Regions from separate parts of the Sus scrofa genome. Here all the other regions are linked to region 3. Evidence: chromatin contacts called from public Hi-C and promoter capture Hi-C data. All regions are on one chromosome and are shown on one strand. Each heading gives the region's core, a stretch centred on a gene start, on an enhancer-like site or on the middle of the called end of the contact. The rest is flanking DNA. Distances are from core to core; before and after follow the strand shown.

Region 1 (2,700 bases), core at 33-2,532, 520 kb after region 3:
CCATTCCTTGAGGTCTGTATCCCTTCAGGGAGCCTTGAAACCCTTCCCTCAGGATTAGGTAGCTCTGGATCATAGGTCTGACCATGGGGGTGGGGGGCAGTGTTTGTTTTTCCATTTGGGTTGTGTTGGGCTTGAGTTGAGCTAATTAAAGAACAAGGGAGCAGGTGGGAAGAGAGGCTGAGCCAGATGGGGTCCTGTGTAGGCTTCAGGAAGTGGGGAGTGCCTGCTTTGAGCCTCTGAATCATTCTTGGAATTAGATATTTAAGGATTTTTTCTGCCTTTACAGCCATTCTGTGAACCAATGGGTGGTGTGAGCCCTTCTTAGTGGTGAGTACAGGTGGGAGATGAGGGTCCTGGTTGGCCTCTCCTTTCTGGAGTGGAAGGGCTAGAGGGAAGTCAGAGGTATTTGAGCCCAGGTGGGGCAAGGGAGACGTCTCTTGGTGAAGAGACCGGGAAGGAAAGAAGGGGAAGGAAAGTGAGTGATTCCTTCTGTTTACATACACTTTGTCATTTCACAAGCCACAGCTTCAGCCAAATGAGGCTGGTAAAAAGACCTGGAGTCAGGACCTAGGTTTGGCTCTAACATGTCGTCGTTTTCTCTGTGACCTTGTACAAAGTCCTCCCTTTACCTAAGTTTACCATTTATGTAATGGGGAGATGGGTTTATTAGCAGAGACCTGAAGGCACCTCCTAGTCTTCACTCAGTTTTTTGGATGGAAGTTTGCGCAATCAGGGAAAGTAAAGACCTATCCTCGGGGGTGGGAGAAAATTGGAGTTTACTTAGTGTAGGGGATAGTTCCCCCAGAGGAAAGGTGTCACCCAGAAAGGACACCTCTTGACTTTTCAACTCTGTGGGGTGACAGGCTGTGCGATCAGACCACTGGGCGGCTCAGCTCTTTAGCCCAGCTCTTTCCCGCTGAGTCCCGCCCTAACACAAATCTACATCTGTAACTCCAAGATCCCACCCAACCCTGGTCACTCCATGGTCCAGCCTCCTCTCCTGTCACATCCAGCCTCGCCACTCCCCCTCACTCCATGGGCCCACCCTCTCTCCTGTCACGCCCGGCCCCACCCCTTCCGTAAGTCAGCTCCGCCCCAAACCCCTAGCAAAGTTCCACTTGCCCTCCTGGGTTTCTTTGCTAGCCCTGGTCCCACCCCCACCAGGCCCGGCTCCGCTCTCCCGGACGCCCAACAACCAGGACAGGCCTAAGCCACGCCTCTGCCGTCAAGCCCCTCCCCTTCCTTAAGGCCCCGCCCTTCGGTCTGCTTGTTTTCCCCGCCTGAGCGCTGGAGGCAACAGCTAAGGCGGGTTCTGTGCAAGGAACTTGAGGCAATGGGGCTTCCTGAAGAGCGGGGCCGGAGCGGCCGCGGGAGCAGGGCCCGGGAGGAGGCTGGAGCCCGGAGCTGGGCTCGGAGTTGGTCTCCACCGCCCGAGATCATCCGTTGCGCGCACGTCCCTTCGCAGCAGCGTTACGCAGAGCTGCACCGGCTCTCTGTGGAGAACCCGCAAGGTGAGGCCCAGCTCCGGCGGGCCTGAGGGACGTCAGGGAGGAGAGAAGTGGGGGTGCACAGGGGAGTGAGGAGTTGGGGGCGTTCTGTGCGGAAATGGGGTTCCGTGGAGAGATGAGGGGTTTTGGGGGGAGCTGGGGTTCCCTCGGAAAGTTGAGGGATCCGTGAGCAGATAGCGGTTCTTTGAGGACATGGAAAAGGGGTTCCAGGAGGAGAGGGGAGTTCTCTGAGAAGGAGAGTTCTGTAGGAAATAAGGATTCCCTAAGGTCTGGGGAGTTCCTTGGCGACTTGGGGGTCTCGTGAGGAGGTGAGGAGAGTAAAAGTGTCCTGGAGAGAGTTTCTCAGGTGAACAGACAGGTTCTTAGAGGCGCCTTGAGGGCAGGCTGGCCACGGGAGAACTTTCTCCGCACCCTTTCACGCCGGTCCCACCATTGCCTCCTGACACCTTTCACCTGTTAGTCCCACTGCAGAAGGGCAGTAACCGGGCTGGGTCCCATCCTGGGGTCCTCAGATGAGTAGTGGAGTCCCAGATCTATTTTTAGTATTTCAGAAATCCCAATGGAAACTACAATATAAGACTGAACAAGTCACTAAAATGTCTTTTAAAATAACTGGGGCTGGGATCGTAATCACTCAGAGTTTTGGATAGTTCTATGTCTTTGGGAATATGTAAGTAAAATTCTCGGTCTTTGCGGTCAAGCTAGGTAAGGAGTCACAAGTATAGCTGAGTTGGGAGCTGCATGATGTTGGCAGTGGGGCAAGAGTGAGCCACTGTATCAATCCCAGAAAAATCTGGATTTAGATCCTGGCTCTGCCACTCATTTACTGTGTGGTCTTCTGGAGATTTAAAAACCTGTCTGAAATTCTTTATCTATAAGAGAGGGGTAGTAATAACTGCCTCGTGGGTTGTTTCAGGGCAAAAGTGAGTACTAAGTAAAGTGTGCATTATAGAGTGCCTGAGGCACAGTAAGCGCAGGTTGTTTGAAGGCTAAAGTGAGTACAAAGTGTGCATTGTAGAGTGCCCGATGCACAGCAATATCTAAATAGCGCTAAGGAGGAGCTCCGGTTGTGACGCCGCGGAACCGGACCCAACTAGTATCCATGAGGATGAGGGTTCCATCCCTGGCCTTGCTCGGTGGGTTGGGGATCCTGTGTTGCTGTGCCTGTGGTGTAGGCCGGCAGCTGTAGCTT
Region 2 (2,700 bases), core at 119-2,618, 720 kb after region 3:
GCTGTCCTTAAATTAAGCTAATGTTTTACAGGTGTGTTTCCAATGTTAAGTTCTGGGAATGTGAAGGGGGAGGGGAAAGGGCGAGCGGCCTAGGTCTTAATTCACCCTGCTTTACCCTAAAGCAGTGTTCTTCATTCACTCAAAAAAAAAAAGAAAAAGAAAGAAAGGAAGAAAGAAAGACAGACAGACTAATCATATATTGAGCACATATTATAAGCCAGATACCAAGTATAGCATTAATATTAACTGATTACCCTTCAGTTTCTTATTATGCACCAGAAATGTATTTAACCTTTTACACGATTGTCTTTTATCTTCACAACACCTTAACAGGTAGCTTACTAATTATCATCTCCATTTTACAAATAAGGAAACTGAGGCACAGAAAAGTAATTTGACCAAGCAAGAAAAAGCAGGATTCTGAATCCAGGCCTTACTCTACAGCCCTAGCTCTTAACCATGACGCTCTACACCGGCAAAACAGATACAGTCCCTGCACCCGCTGGAGCTCAGCTTAATGTGGAATACAGGCGAGAAAAAAAGTAGACAACAAAGAAATATGTAATTACAGACTGAGAAAGTAATGTGAACAAAACGAATTCAGGTCTGTAACTGAATAACAATGGGAACCTACTCTGGGGTGGGGGTGGGGGGTTATGTCAAGGAAAGGCCTCTCTGAATGACATTTTAGGAGAGAACCTTTTAGGAGCTGAGATCCTTTTAGGAGCTGCAGTGATGACCCACCGCCCAATTCATGGGGGAGAAACTCAAGGACCATAGAGGCTAAAGCAAACTCGCTCAGGGTCCTCCAGACGTGCAGACGTGGCGCAAGGAAGGGAGGATCCAGGAGCTGGGCCCCGGACTCGTACACGCCATCAATGCCTGATGCAGCTCAGCCTTGCTCAGCCCCTAACACAGGTCCTCTAGCCTGCCACTGCCCACTCACTGTCCTGCCGCGGCTGACAGCGTCCGGAGAGCCCACAGAAAGGCCCAACGGCCGGCCAAGAGGGGTCGGGCCCGTACTGCGGCGGCCTGGAAAGGCCTCTTCGCCGGCCCTCGGCCAGCTCCCGCCCGGTCCACCCCGCCCCGCCCCTCCGGGCCGACTTCCTACCTGCACCGCCCGGACCAGGCCCCGGCCGGTCAGCTGGCCCTGCCGCAGCTGCAACAGAATGTTACCAGGCCGCGGCCGGCCGCCCCATCCGCCCCAAGCCGCCACCGTTGCCGCCGCCCGTCGCGCCCGGCCGGCCCCAGATCCAGCAGCCGCCGGCGCCGCCGCCATGTCTCCTCGTCCGACAAACAGGAAGCAAGCGGCCCCGGGGCCGCGGAGATTTCTACGGGGCGGCGGAGGGGTCGCCGCAGCGCCCCCACTGGGCTGACGGCGGAGGCGCAAGCCGCGTGGCAGAGCCGTGAGCCCCGCGGGGGCTGCTGGGAACTGTAGTCTTGATCTGAGGCGGGCAGGTGCGAGAGAGCCTGGCGTCCCCTGCGCCACTTGTTTCTCTGGCCCAGCATTTTGGCGAGGTCCTCTGACGTCGAAGACAAGTCTCTGCGTGCGCACTCTCCCATTTCTTGCCTATTTGGGGAGGTTATAGCCAACTAGCTAGAAGATCCTGGGTTCCAGACCAGGAATCTGGCCGCCTGATGTGATTCCTGCTTGCCTCTTTCTCTACCCTTGACTCGCCACGGACCTGAGCCTCAGTTTCTTGTTAGTTCATTCAGTCGATAGTTCCTGGGAGTCTGTTCAGCCAGTAAATAGTTCCTTGGGGCCCGCTCTATCAGTACCGAACAGTCCTTGGGAAAACAGTGCTGAGCAGAACAAAGTCCCTGTTTTCAAATGCAAGTTACAGGGGAGGTCAGCAAATCCATATGCAAATACACAGTAACAAACTGGGTAAGATGTGTAACTAGATTGTCGTGAAGTTAAATGAAATAATGGAAGGGGAAAGGATTGGTAAATTGTGACATCATATTCTCTGTCAGAGGAAACGTCGTAATTTCTCCACACAGGACGGTATGTTCTCTCTACTCCGAACCAACGTAATCATTTTTTTTGGCAAATTTCTGTGGCAGGATCTCGTCCTCTCCTCTCCTTTTTTCTTCCTGGGAGGGGATCATGTAAAATAAATGAAAGAGGAATGCTGGGTGTGATGCAATAAGGAATGGTGGAGATTGTGCCGCATAGTTTATTGCTCAAATCAGAACATATTTAAGAATGAAAGGATGCTGCTAACAATTACAACAGGACAGCAGGCATATATAGGGATTGTTCCTGGCACACTGGGATTGTGGTCACCATCCTCAGGCCCATCAAAAGGAGTGATCTCTACCCTCTCCTGCAGATTGTTGCTGAATCGTCTAGTTTTTCCAGAACAGCCAAAAAGCTGGGTTTTGATGTGAAATTACCCAGTTCTGAAAACTCCATAGGCCAAGTAAAACCCTATTTGTGACCCCAAGACAGGGAGACCAGGGACCAGATCCAGATATACTTGGAACTTTAGCATGTGGTAAGGGAGACATTTCAAATCAATGGGGAAAGAAAAAAAAATTTAGGTCTTAAACTTTACAGCAAAAGCTAAAATGAATCTCAGACATATTAAGTTACATATAACAAAATCAAAATATAGTTCTAAAGCTGGTTTGTGGTAATGGTGATACATCCCTTATTTGACTAAAAATCATTGGATTGTACACTCAAAATGAGTG
Region 3 (2,700 bases), core at 14-2,513:
ATTGGTAAGTTACTATTTCCACAGAATCTTTCCAAGTCATTTCCTATTACACCTTCAGCTTCTTCCTCTGTATAATGGGATAAAGTCCACCTCTAAAGGTCATTCTGTAAACAAATGCAAACCCCCAGATACACAGCTCCATAAATATTGATGCCTTTCTCTGGGTAGAATGGTGTCTTGAATTTACTTTAAAAACTGATAGTCTGCCTGAACAGTTTTTTCCTGAAAGGTCAGTGGGGCTGTTTCAGATGTGTTCACTTATATACTGTGGTGAAAAGGTGAGCAGGATCTGGATTTATATCCTGCTCCACCACCTCCCAGCTATAAGATCATGGACAAGTTAACCTTTTTTCCTGTATCTCAGTATACTCATTGTAAAATGATAAAGTAACAGCCCCTATCCTAAAAAACCGTGAGAAGAAAATGAATTAATCTAGAATAAAGGTAGAAGGCAGTGCCCATTCCACAGTAAAAGCCCAGTAAACATTAACTATCAATGCACAGCTTCAATCCCTAGGAGAGCAGTAAGGATTTTTCTAGCCACTCCAAAATTTCTTCGAGATTCTCTGTACGATTGTCCCTGTTGGCCAGGTGGGTGACCCCAGAGGTTGAGTAACAAGCCCAAAGTCCCTTGTAAGTGGACTAGTGCTTGTGTCGGCTCAGTCTCCAGGCCTCTCCTCACGTGCCCTTCGGGGTCTTAATGACCTCGTCTTCCCTGTAGGTGGCCCAGAGAGGGATAAGCACTTGCCCAGGACCACCCAGGGGGCCAAAGAGCTGGTCCAGACCCAGGAGGCAGGATCCAGGCTCCCCGGTGTTGGCCCCAGCAGGTGCCATTGGTCCCAGGCCTCGGTTAGGTGTGCGCTCCCCGCCCGCCCCAGCCGGCTCCGTGTGGAACACGCCGCGAGTTCACCACTCCGCAGCCCGCGCCGCTGCACCCGGCCTCGCGGGGCACGCCGGGACTCGTAGTGCGCGGCCGCCTCCGAAGACCTGCTCATGGCGGCGGAAGAACTCCAGCCCCCAGAAGGCCTCGCGCGGCCAAAGACCGCGCCAAGCCAGCGATTCAAGGGGCTCCTCCTGAGCGCCCCGATTCGGCCCTGTGGCTGCCGTCCCAGCAGGCCCCTACCCTGCATGTCCAGGGACTCACCGACTTTGTAAGGCAGCTTCTCCGACATGCTGGCGGCGCTTCCACACGTAGTGATGGACACGAGCGAAGGGGGCCGGCCTTGGGCTGGGGACAAACGCAGGGCGGGCGGCGCCGGGCAGGGATCTGCGAGTGGCACCGGCGCCTTTAAATATCTTACCGTAGCTTGCATATTCATGAGTCCCGCTGGTGCTGAGCGGTCGGGGCGGGGCCCAACGCAGGGGGGCGGGGCCCAACGGAGGGGGGCGGGACCAGAACGGACTTTGGTTGGGGTTCAGACCAGTTTTTAGCTTACGGGGACCTTCCACCTCCCGAGCAGCGTAGCGAAAGGAGTTCCAGGAGAGGCCTGATATCAAACCTGAGGCCATCTTTAACTTCATTCATTCAATCAGTGAATCCGACGCCAAAACCGAGTGAAATTGAAATTCCAACCAGTTCACTTCCCAGAACCTCAATTTCCTCTTCTATAAATTGGGCAGAATGATACCTACCATACAAATAGGTAAAGTTGCAATATGTCAACACCTAGCACATGGGAGACCTTCCACCCTCCTCCCACCATGCTGAGTTTAGGTAGATTTGTATGCATTTTTAATACTTTTACTACATATGCATAAATCATTAAATGCTTCATAGAAGTCACTCTGTGTTTAAAACCTTTATTTAAATAGTGCCATACTGTACTTACTCTTCTGCAACTTGCTTTTTTTCTGTTAATATTTGTAAGGGTCATGCATAGAGTTTTGCTGCTGTATAGTATTTTATTGTATACATCGTGTGATTAATTTACCTGTTCTATATTCAGATTTTATACAGTCTGCCATTATTGTGTATATGAAAAAATGAACATTGCCTCTTAGCCCATGAGTAGGTGTCCTGGAACCATAAGTGTACTCAGGGGTGGAGTTTTTGAGATAAAGGCACATTTTTAACTTTCCTAGATATTACCAAATTGTTTTCCAAGGTAGCTCATCCTATCACCAGCAGTGTCTGAGAGGGCTTGTTGATCCACATCCCTGTCATCACTTGTCAGTCTGACAGAATTGTTTTTTTCTTTTTTGCTTTTTAGGGCTGCACCTGTGGCATATGGAAGTTCCCAGGCTAGAGATCAAATCGGAGCTGTAGCTGCCAGCCACAGCCACAGGAATGCCAGATCCTTAACCCACTAAACCATGCATTGCTTAGTTTTGACTGTTTCACCTTTGTGTAAATGAAATCATAGGATACATATTCTTCTGCAACTTACTTTTCTCTTTCAGTTCTATTTTTTTTTTTTTTTTTTTTTTTTTTTGGCAGTGCCTTTGGCATGTGGAAGTTCCCAAGGAGGGATCTAACCTGAGCCACAGCAGCAACCCAAGCTGGTGCAGTGACAACACCAGATCCTTAACCTGCTGCACCGCAGGAGAATTCCTCAACATTGTTGGTTTGTTTTGTTGTTGTTGTTGTTGTTTTTTCCTGTCTTTTGTCTTTTCCATACACCTGCAGTATATGGAATTTCCCAGGCTAAGGGTCGAATTGGAGCTGTGGCTGTAGTGTAGGCCGGCAGCTACACCACAGCC

The links. Promoter capture Hi-C pulls out the DNA fragments that hold promoters and counts their contacts. A called contact is a pair of places that touch in the nucleus more often than the background predicts.
Region 1: a Hi-C map of liver shows a contact between it and region 3, with 4 times the contacts expected there. The contact joins the promoter of ACSS2 here to the promoter of AHCY in region 3. A contact is called at or near these places in 1 of 5 promoter capture datasets (fetal liver) and 1 of 47 Hi-C or Micro-C datasets (liver).
Region 2: a contact with region 3 is called in a promoter capture Hi-C map of fetal liver, with 2.4 times the contacts expected there. The contact joins the promoter of TRPC4AP here to the promoter of AHCY in region 3. A contact is called at or near these places in 1 of 5 promoter capture datasets (fetal liver) and 1 of 47 Hi-C or Micro-C datasets (embryonic fibroblasts).

What each region holds. Positions count from the first base shown.
Region 1 is chr17:38,259,006-38,261,705 of Sscrofa11.1, forward strand. ACSS2 (acyl-CoA synthetase short-chain family member 2) reads left to right here and starts at 1,283. Exons shown (of 18, transcript NM_001143695.1): 1 at 1,283-1,511. The coding sequence starts at 1,334.
Region 2 is chr17:38,466,922-38,469,621 of Sscrofa11.1, forward strand. TRPC4AP (short transient receptor potential channel 4-associated protein) reads right to left here and starts at 1,369. Exons shown (of 19, transcript XM_003359957.4): 1 at 1,112-1,369. The coding sequence starts at 1,279.
Region 3 is chr17:37,743,115-37,745,814 of Sscrofa11.1, forward strand. AHCY (adenosylhomocysteinase) reads right to left here and starts at 1,264. Exons shown (of 10, transcript NM_001011727.1): 1 at 1,145-1,264. The coding sequence starts at 1,172.